Linked DNA regions of Hordeum vulgare: region 1 is linked to region 2. The links are chromatin contacts, called in public Hi-C maps. All regions are on one chromosome and are shown on one strand. Each heading gives the region's core, a stretch centred on a gene start, on an enhancer-like site or on the middle of the called end of the contact. The rest is flanking DNA. Distances are from core to core; before and after follow the strand shown. Region 1 holds the start of LOC123401848. Region 2 holds the start of LOC123402522 (nucleobase-ascorbate transporter 6-like).

Evidence for each region. Hi-C and Micro-C count contacts between places; a contact is called where the count stands out from the background.
Region 1: a contact with region 2 is called in a Hi-C map of leaf, with 6 times the contacts expected there. The contact joins the promoter of LOC123401848 here to the promoter of LOC123402522 in region 2. A contact is called at or near these places in 4 of 6 Hi-C or Micro-C datasets (leaf and seedling).

Annotation. Positions count from the first base shown.
Region 1 is chr6H:509,368,340-509,372,887 of MorexV3_pseudomolecules_assembly, reverse strand. It overlaps LOC123401848, which reads right to left and starts at 2,938. Exons shown (of 3, transcript XM_045095706.1): 1 at 2,500-2,938; 2 at 2,233-2,399; 3 at 1,176-1,632. The coding sequence starts at 2,764. The coding sequence ends at 1,534.
Region 2 is chr6H:508,965,575-508,970,291 of MorexV3_pseudomolecules_assembly, reverse strand. It overlaps LOC123402522 (nucleobase-ascorbate transporter 6-like), which reads right to left and starts at 1,621. Exons shown (of 14, transcript XM_045096442.1): 1 at 1,139-1,621. The coding sequence starts at 1,259.

The DNA of each region.
Region 1 (4,548 bases), core at 1,689-4,188, 400 kb before region 2:
TTGAGGGTGCCGTGTGTTCGAGGAAAGGGAAAGAAGGACACCGGATCCACACGCCTTTGCCACCGAAATATGGCAATTCTAGCCTCAGGTTGCTGTTATACGTAGCTCCGTACGTGCTCCAACCGTCTCGATTTGTACTTCAACAAGTACGTCCTCCGTCCTCCGTTGTCAAGCATGGGATGGCTTGCCCGATATGCCAGGCCAAGCCCGGTGACCGGTGGCACTTGTCCACGGCACAGGAGCTAAACCCACCGTCATCCATGATCCATCGTTCTTCCAACCTGTAGCCAGCCAGCTTCGTTCAGGGTTCCTCTGATCAAGGAAAGCCGATCTGGTGGAAGCAAGCAATGGCATGGCTTTTGTGCAGAAAACACAATCTAAATCCAAGGTAAAGCGAAGATTTCATCTCCGGGGCGCGGACCGCGGGCTCGATCAGGTGTCAGCCTGCAGGCGATATCCAAAGCGTATGATTACCCTGCATAATTGGCCTTTTCATGGACAAAGCGCGCGGCCACCACCGGCAAGCTGCCACATATACCTACGGTTGATGCGTTGATGACTGGCCAAAAGTTGCCACATACGGGAAGAACTCACCAGTCACCCACCCCCGGTCGGCCCGCGCTGCCCCGCCATGGGAGGCTGGGTGGATCCATTTGGTGCCGGCCACATTAACTAGTGGTAAGCACAGTAGCTGACGCCAGTATTCAATCGCCGCGGGTTGCGGTTAGCGACGAGCAGGAGTAACTAACAGCTTGGCCATTAACCTACAGTCAAGAAATGTCAGCTCCTGTGTTGCTCAGGGCAGCAGCGGCACATCGCAGCCCACAGAGAGCATGTGACCAACCACCGTTGCCAAATGCCAAAGCGCCAAACAGACAGAGCTTGCTAAGGTATCGTGGGCGTCAAAAAATTTAAAATCGCTTCGCAGGAGCTTAAACTAATGTGCAGCGCCGACGCGAATCTGCCCAACGAGCTTCCAGCCCAAAAGGCTCTCATCAGACGATTGATTCCATCCCACCATCTGCACCTGCAGCTGCCGCTTGCAGGAATGCAGGTGAACCATAGCCGGCACCACCGAGCCCATGATTGCGAGCTCGGCACCAAGAGATGCGACAACAAAATACAGAGGAATGTCTGATGCCATCAGAGGCTATGAACGTTGAACGAGATCGATGTACAAGGCAATGGCGTCATCTCTTGTATGGATGTATTAGCTACTCGTGTTCTGAACTTGTTTCATGCATCTTAATCAGGTGCAGACGTATCAAGAGAAAGAGAAGAAAATAAAAAAAAAGGCAGTCTCACTCTCACTAACAGATCCTGACGAGAAACGCTGAAGATGTACAGACGACACAGGACACGCTCCGATCGACGGAGTCGCTTCAGAAGCGGCCCGCTCGCCTCGGGGTGTCGATCCAACGCAGACGTGGGCGGCAGCAACCCATGAACACGAGCTAGATTAATCTGTCGAAGCCCCGGTGGACGCCGAAAATACAGAAGATCCACCGAGGGCTGTGCACGTATGGCCGGGCATCAGCTCGCGGCCTCGTCGATGCTGTGCAGCGAGGGCCGCCATTGCCGGTGCCGGGCGCCGGAGCTCCGGTGGCCGTCTCCTCCGTCCTGCCGCGCCAACTGCAATCAAGTAGAGTAATCAGAAGGTGGAACATCTGCATGTTGCCGCGGTTCAGAGCGGAAGCAGAAGAAGGGATCTCGCAGACGACGATTCTTTGCTCCTGACACTAGTTGCGACTCTTCCTTACTATTTTATTTATCATCATGAATACATGATTGTTTTATCATTCTGCTTCCCCCCCTATTTTAAGCATTAAACTCCCTTCTGGACGGTACAATGGCATCAATCAGTTGGATCCACAGGACCACATCTTGTTTTATGCGTGCCAATTGGGGATTGAGAATTGTCAGGTACTAATACTATTCCAAAGTGATTCTCTCCATTGAGCTAAGGGCTGCCATTTCTGCGAAAACTAGGCAGATTTTATAGCTGTGAAAATTCTAATGGCAATTAGTAGCAGATAAAATTCATCCTCCCAGTGTTGTGTGTGGACGAACTGAGGAAGACATGAGAATCGCGAGGAACAACTAACTAGTAACCCTTGGAGAGAAGGCGATTAAAAGGCGCATCAATCATGCAGAGAACGTGCATGGCGGCATCGGCAGAGAGAGGGAGAAAAAAGTAGTTGGATTGAAGAGAGCGCAAGTCCATGTAACCACCTGATCGAGACTCTCATCCAAGCTGGCCTCGTCGTCGTCGTCATCGTCGTCACCGTCGGCCGCCGGCCGCAGTTTGCTCTGCCGCGTCGAAGACTCCAGCTGCTGGAGCTGCTGCCGCGCCTTCCTCAGCTTCTCCTCCTTCCTCGCCTGTACGGCCTTGGTCACCTCTGCACGCACCATTTTCCCATGCCACATGTCAGCGTCAGCAGGGAGAAGCGGGGCAGAGGAGGACGACGAGGAGCGTAGCTAGCTCGAGTCGGAGCTCACCGTTGGCGGTGATGAGGCGGTAGACGTGGCCGAGGAGGAGCGTCTCCTTGGGCTTGAGGAGCTTGACGCGGGTGAGGCGCACGGTTCGGCGGGCGCCGGCGTCCTGGCGCTCCTCGGCGACCCGGAGCGTGACGAGCGCGACGTAGTGGCCCGGGTTGGCGCGCATCACCTCCGCCGCGGGGGCGGACCAGTAGAGCCGCTCCACCCGCCCGCCCGGGTGCTGCACCACCGCCGCCGCCACCTCCGCCGCCTGGCAGTTCCCCATCCCCGCTCGCTCCGGCCGCCCGCCCGCCCGCAGACGCGCGCTCCCCGTGACCAGAGCTGGGTGGGTCCTGGTCCTGGCTCAACGTAGCCTGTGCCGGCCGGGGAAACGTGGGCGAGGGAGCAAGTGGCGAGCTGTGTGGTGCACCACTGTTTTATAAAGAGGAGAGAGAGCAACGGCTCGGTTGCCGGGGTGGTACCGTGGTGGTGGTGGTATATATCCCGTCCCGGTGACCGGCCACGTAGTTACGGTTCGTTTTCGACCGCTTCGCTTTCGCGTCGCGAGCACCACGTGAACGGACGTTGTCAGTCACGTACGACTAGTGCATTTTTGGGTGCTCGGGGTATCTCGGACCCTCAACGTCCGCAAATAACAGGACCAACGTGTCCGGACTCTGTAAAGCCATCCAACATGAAGAGCCCGTCGGTACACGGACGAATCTATATGCCCGAAATTCCGCAACCGGACGCAAATCAGTCGAGGTATGCGGGCTTTCAAACTGACTTCACTGTACAGTGCAGCATCTTGGTCACATCCAACACCCTCTTCGCATGCAACGGTTACCGCGCACTCATGTCGGTCAACCTGCTTCAAGGCAGACGTGACTCAACAGTATTGATGTCGATCGAAGCGATGTCAGAATGAGTGGGATGCACCTCTTCAATGTCGACATGACGACCGAGAAGCTTTCTCCGGTCGGTCGTCCAATCGAAGAGGTGCTCGTGTAGTCGTGTGTTCGCCTTTGTTGTGAGTATACAAGCATGGCTTCGGCATTGTCCACACCGCTCCATCTTATATTCGCTCATAGCCGCTCCGCTTCACTTCTCTCATCGCCTTCGTTGATGCCGGAGACTTAGTTTTCGGTGTCGACATGTCGTAGATCTGGATTATGGCACCACCACCTTCGCCCTACGAGACCATCGACATCCACGACAGTCAGGTCCTTCAAGAAGGAGGAGATCATCATCTCCTCCGACAACGAGAAGGAGTAGGAGCAATAGTAGTCGGACTCTGTAAAGCCATCCAACATGAAGCCCGTTGGTACACAGACGAATCTACATGCCCGAAATTCCGCAACCGGACGCAAATCAGGGGAGGTATGCGGGCTTTCGGACTGACTTCATTGTACAGTCCGACGCCTTGGTCCCATCCAACACCCTCTTCGTGTGCAATGGTTATCGCGCACTCGTGCCGGTCAACCTGCTTCAAGGCAGACGCGACTCAACGGTTTTGATGTTGGTCAAAACGACGTCGGAACGAATGGGATGCGCCTCCTCAATATCGACGCGGCTATTGAGAAGCTTTCTTCCGCCGGTCATCGAATTGAAGCGAGGTGCTCGTCTGTTCGCCTTTGTTGTGGGTATATAAGCGCGGCTTCGACGTTGTCCACACCGCTCCATCTCACATCCTCTTATATCTGCTCATAACTGCTCCGCTCCACTTCTCTCACTACCGTCGTTGATGTCGAAGTCTTGGTTCTCGGCGTCGGCACGTCGTAGATCCGAGTGGCCTTCCAGATCCGGATTGTGGCACTACCACCTTCGCCCTCCGAGGCCATCATCATTCACGACAATCAGCTCCTTCGAGAAGAAGGAGATCATCATCTCCTTCGACAACGAGAAGGAGTTGGAGCAACAGTAGTCATGTTACCCTCGTCGTGAAGGCGCAAACGGAGATCATGCTCGACCAGTCCCTCAAGTACCGTTGTCTGTTGCCGTCCCCGTCGTCGTGAGATTGCGTAAAGGCATCCCCCCAATTGCGATGTCCAAATCAAACGTTGCGTGAAG
Region 2 (4,717 bases), core at 372-2,871:
AATGGATCATACTTATTACCGGCAGTACTATTTGTACTGAAGCGCCCGTACACAGAGCAAGCCGGTACATCCCTGCATTAACTTAAACAAAGCTGCTTGGAAACAAGCTACTACTATCTATCTAAAACAAACAAAGAATGTCTGATAACGCAGAAGGCAGAAAATGGAAATGAAAACGCCCTGCCAAGTATCTGGAGCATGAATGCAGCTGAGTGTGACAACGATGGGTGGACACGGACCTCCGGTTTGGAACCACCTACCGACACGGTCAGTGCCTAGGAATTCACTGGAACCACAGCACGGAACACGCCAAGTAAACATAGAAGAAGATAGTAGATCGGCAACAATATACTTATATAGTAACCGGAAAGAACGCCCGGTGCACGCGGTAAAGCAGAAACGAGTCAACGCGTGAGTTCATATGAAACCTTGGCTCATTTGTACTACCACCGTACAAAATCACAAATATAGCACCAGATTCCCGAAAACTCGTGAGAATAGAAGCCAGAATCAAAGGTAGATTGAGAAACCAGACCGCGACTTGAACATCAAAGGTGGGAACAACACCAAGAAAATCCATCGAAAAAACCCCACCCATCCGACAATCATGCAAATTCCTTGTCTGTTGAATGTCGAGTAGCATCAAGCCATCAATCAACACGGGTCAAAGCTTTGCAGCGTCAGCTATTATTATCGGATACAGATAAACTATGCAGAGGATATTCAACGCGGAACCTCATTAAAGCGCATTAATAAACTACTTGCAGGGGGAACAAAACGGAAAAGGCAGCCCGCTTTTTATTTTGGAGGAATATCCGAGTGAGAAACCGGGGAGGAAAGCTCGGGCGGGCAGGCGGGCAGGCAGATCTGGCGGCGGTTCCTCGCCGCGCAACAAGCCCGAGCGAAAGCGAGGCGCATCTGCGAGCCCCATCCACCAACCACCGAGGCCACGAAACCCACCACCCCCGAAAACGACGGGAGCAACGGCATGACCAGCAAGCAAGCAAGCAGCCCGTCCGTCGCCATCGCGACCGGGAAAACCCAGCCCCGCGAAGAGAAACCCCGAAACGGACGCCCGGAAAACCGCCGGTGATACGAGAGGAAGGGAGGGAGGAAGGGAGCGGAGCGGAGCACTCACGCCACGGAGGAGGGCTGGTGATGCAGTAGGAGACCCCGGGCAGCTGGTCCTTGACGGGGTGCGGCGCCATGTCGTCCTGCTTCTGGCCCCCGCCCCCGCCCCCGCCCCCGCCTCCGGCCATCTCTCCCGCGCCCCTCCGCCCCGCCTCAGATCACGCGCGCTCCTCCTCCTCCTCCTCCCGAGACCTCAAACCAGAGCCACAATGCGAGCCCGTGGAGCGGTAGCGGGGCAGTGAGGAGTGGGGGAGTGGCGTAGCGGTACAGCGGCCTCCAGTGGTGGTAGTGGTGGTGGTGGTATGGTATGGTAGTAGTACCACGGCTCCTCCCAAGGAAGGACGCTACCGCTAGCGTGTGGTGCTTGCGCTGCTGGGTGGTGGGTCCGTCGGAAGCGGTCAAAAAAGCGGCTCCAGCACGGCGCGCCGCTGCTGCGGTGCAGAGCGGGGTGGCAGGAGGAAGCGGTTGTTTTGTTCTGCCCCGCGTCGTCACCCTACCCCCTCTCTCTCTCTCTCTGCCTCGGTTTTGCCTTTGGCGTGGGGAGGGAAGGACGAGGGAGGGAGGGAGGGAGCGGTTCACGGCACCGCGCACGCCGGCGCAGCGGTCCAAAACCGCATTTACGCCCCCGCTTGTCCTGCGCGTGCGGCCCCTTGCGCCCCACCGCGAATCTCCCCTGTAGCTACAAGTATCCCACTGTACCAGTACTAGTACGTACGTAGCACTCCTCTTCTCTCTCCCCTGCCCCTGCTCGTGCTCGGCGGAGACGACGCTTCTGCGTGGCTTCTCCGCTTCTCGGATGGGAGTTCCGCATTCGCGGTGAAATCTTTCAGGGAAGCGTATTTTTGGAGTGGTGGTGGATAGATTTGGGCATTCGGTTTTCCGTTCCCGTTTCCTGGCCCGGTTGTTTGTTGCCTGGCTGGATGGCTCTTCGACTCGCCCCGGGTTTCCTGGTCGGCGGCGTGGCTGGGAACGTGGTTCCATCATGGATTGTGCGTGAAGAAAGGGGTTTTCCACCTTGCCCGGCCCAGCACTGCCACGGCAGTGCATGCACTGCACTACAGTGCTTTTCCTTGGGGAGCTGCTATGCAAGACAAGAGGAAAAAGAAGGGTAAAAGCCATGTCGACTGACTGAATTATTGTGCCTGTTTTCGGCAGGAAATGCCTTGTATACATATACATGATGAGGAGGTACTAGTACTACTCGTACTCGTACGAGCCGGATGGACGGGCTCCCTCCTCTTTTCACTTTCCCGTGTCCTGTTCCGCGGGAGATGTGAAAACAGCACGCAGGTGCGTACAGGGATGATGCTTTTGGCGACCTGTACGCGAACGCAAAGCAGCGCCGCCGTACGCACCGCGGCCCCCTATCATTGTGCTCATCCGCCTGCTGCCGCCCTTGCCGGCACCCCCCGTTTACTGCCGCGGCAGCATTTCGTTCGCTTTTTCCTCGCCGGGGCAGCCTCTCTCTCCATCTACGCGATGATTGGATTAGTCACGGACGGGCTCACACGCAGCAGCAATCCAATCCGCAGACAGCCCCACGGCACGGCATGTACATTATTCCCCCATTTATTTATTCCTGAATGAAACACCGTCGTGCGGATCAAATCTAATCTACAGAGACCACCACATGCTGCTGCTGCCGCCTGCTGGCCATCGTCCAACTACAGCTCCACTAGTCCACTATACTTACCGCGAGCAAAGTGCATGTCCTGACCATCCCCCCGTGGTCGTTAACCCAGGGCAGTGTAGTTTATTACCGGTAGTAGCTAACCTGCCTCGAACCGCTGAGGTTTTCCCGGCAAAAAGAGAAGCGCTGGCTGGGTTTTAGCAGGAGCAGTACCACAGGGTGGGCATTGATTAGGGAAAATGCGTGCATGGAGATCCCGGCCGTGCATGCAATGATTCATTTGAAGCGATCAATGAAGGTTGGCAGCAGGTTGGCGTGTGTATGTATGTAGGAGTAGCTCTCTGATGATGACTAGGCAGTGCAGTAGTAGTACTCCTACAGGGGAAGCAAGCAAAATGGGACAAGCGAGGGATACCCGCGACTGTTCAGAACCTGAAGAAGTAAATGCAGCGGAGTGAAGGATGTCACGCCAAAACTCTCTTCTGCGTTCATTGTCGGTCGGCTTGCGTTTACGGAATTGATTACGGAGCGTGATGAACGCGCAAGGTGGTCAAACGTTATTGCTGGGAGTAGGTATTACAGTACTATACTGTGCTGCATGCGTCTTGCACAAAGCCGATTTAAGGGCTGTGCACGCAGCAAAGGTGTCAGGAGTAAAAGCGCGGCTTGGGCTAGAGAGCGCGGGTTCCCCTGTTGCGTTGTGGGGGTGTCGAACGGGAGCCGTCTGATTGGAATTGACGGCGGATCGGCTGAAAGAGTGTGCTTGGTCAGTGCTGGTACCGTAGAGCCGTTCGAGTGGAGCGTACCTGCCCAAACGGGCTGCCCGACACGGCCCGTCAGAATCGTGTTTGGCACGGCACGGTCCGTTTATTGCCGGTCCACATGCTCGGGGTCCAGGCGCAAGCACGGTTCGGAGGCTATACGGGTCGACCCATCGGCACATCAGGCCCGCTGGCTTGTTAGGATTTTAGTATTTTAGACCGTTATTTGGGTTGATTTCGACCTGTTCGGTTATTATTTGGATCGATTTTGACATAGTGGGCTATTTTTTTGTTAATTTTGATCTATTGGGCTTTTTTATCTTATATATATAGAAAAATAAAAATAAAAATGGTCTGAAAAAAGAAACAGGAAACATTTAACCTCATTTAACCTCGTTGAACAGTAAATTCTTGGAGAAAGGACACAGAGTTTCTACTCCCGAGCTCATTTAACCACGTCGAACAGTAAATTCAAAAAGAAACGGGAAACATTCCAAAAAATCTGAATTTTTTTGTGAGCAACACTAACAAAAGTTCTAAATGCATGCAAATTTTTGGCTTGAAATAGCATTTCTATAAGGTGTGGCAAAAAATACAAAATCGGTACTTTGAAAATGCGCATTTTCAGAATATCAAATTTTTTTCGTGCCTTGTATGAATGTTATTTCAGGCCTCATTTTTTCATGCGTTGAGAACTTTTGTCAATGTTGATCATAAAAAAAATCAGAATTTCTTGAAGTTTTTTCGAAAGAGAAAAACGATTTTGCTGTTCACGGAGCTCATTTGAGCTCGGAAGCAGAAGGGCACTTTCCTTGGAGAAACACCTTTGCATGTCTTCCAACGATGCCACGGACACCTTCAGAACGGGGAGAAGGCGGGAAGGACCTTATTTCATATTCAAGGAGCTGCCACTGAACATGACACAAACCATATAATCAACCTAAGAACACAACTTAAAAACGAAACACGAACCCTCCGGACGGTAAGGTCTCAGGTCCACTTCGCCTTCATGATCCTAAGGCTACGGAGATGAGGCAGTCGACGAGGGCATCACCGGAAGGTTTAGACACCCTAACCGCATGTGTACTCACGTCTAGAGACAAAAATGATACGCGAACTGCAACTCTTGTGTTGATGATGTAACCATTGTTTTTAGCTTGTTAGAGCATCTAGTTTTAGAGGGAAAAAACATGTT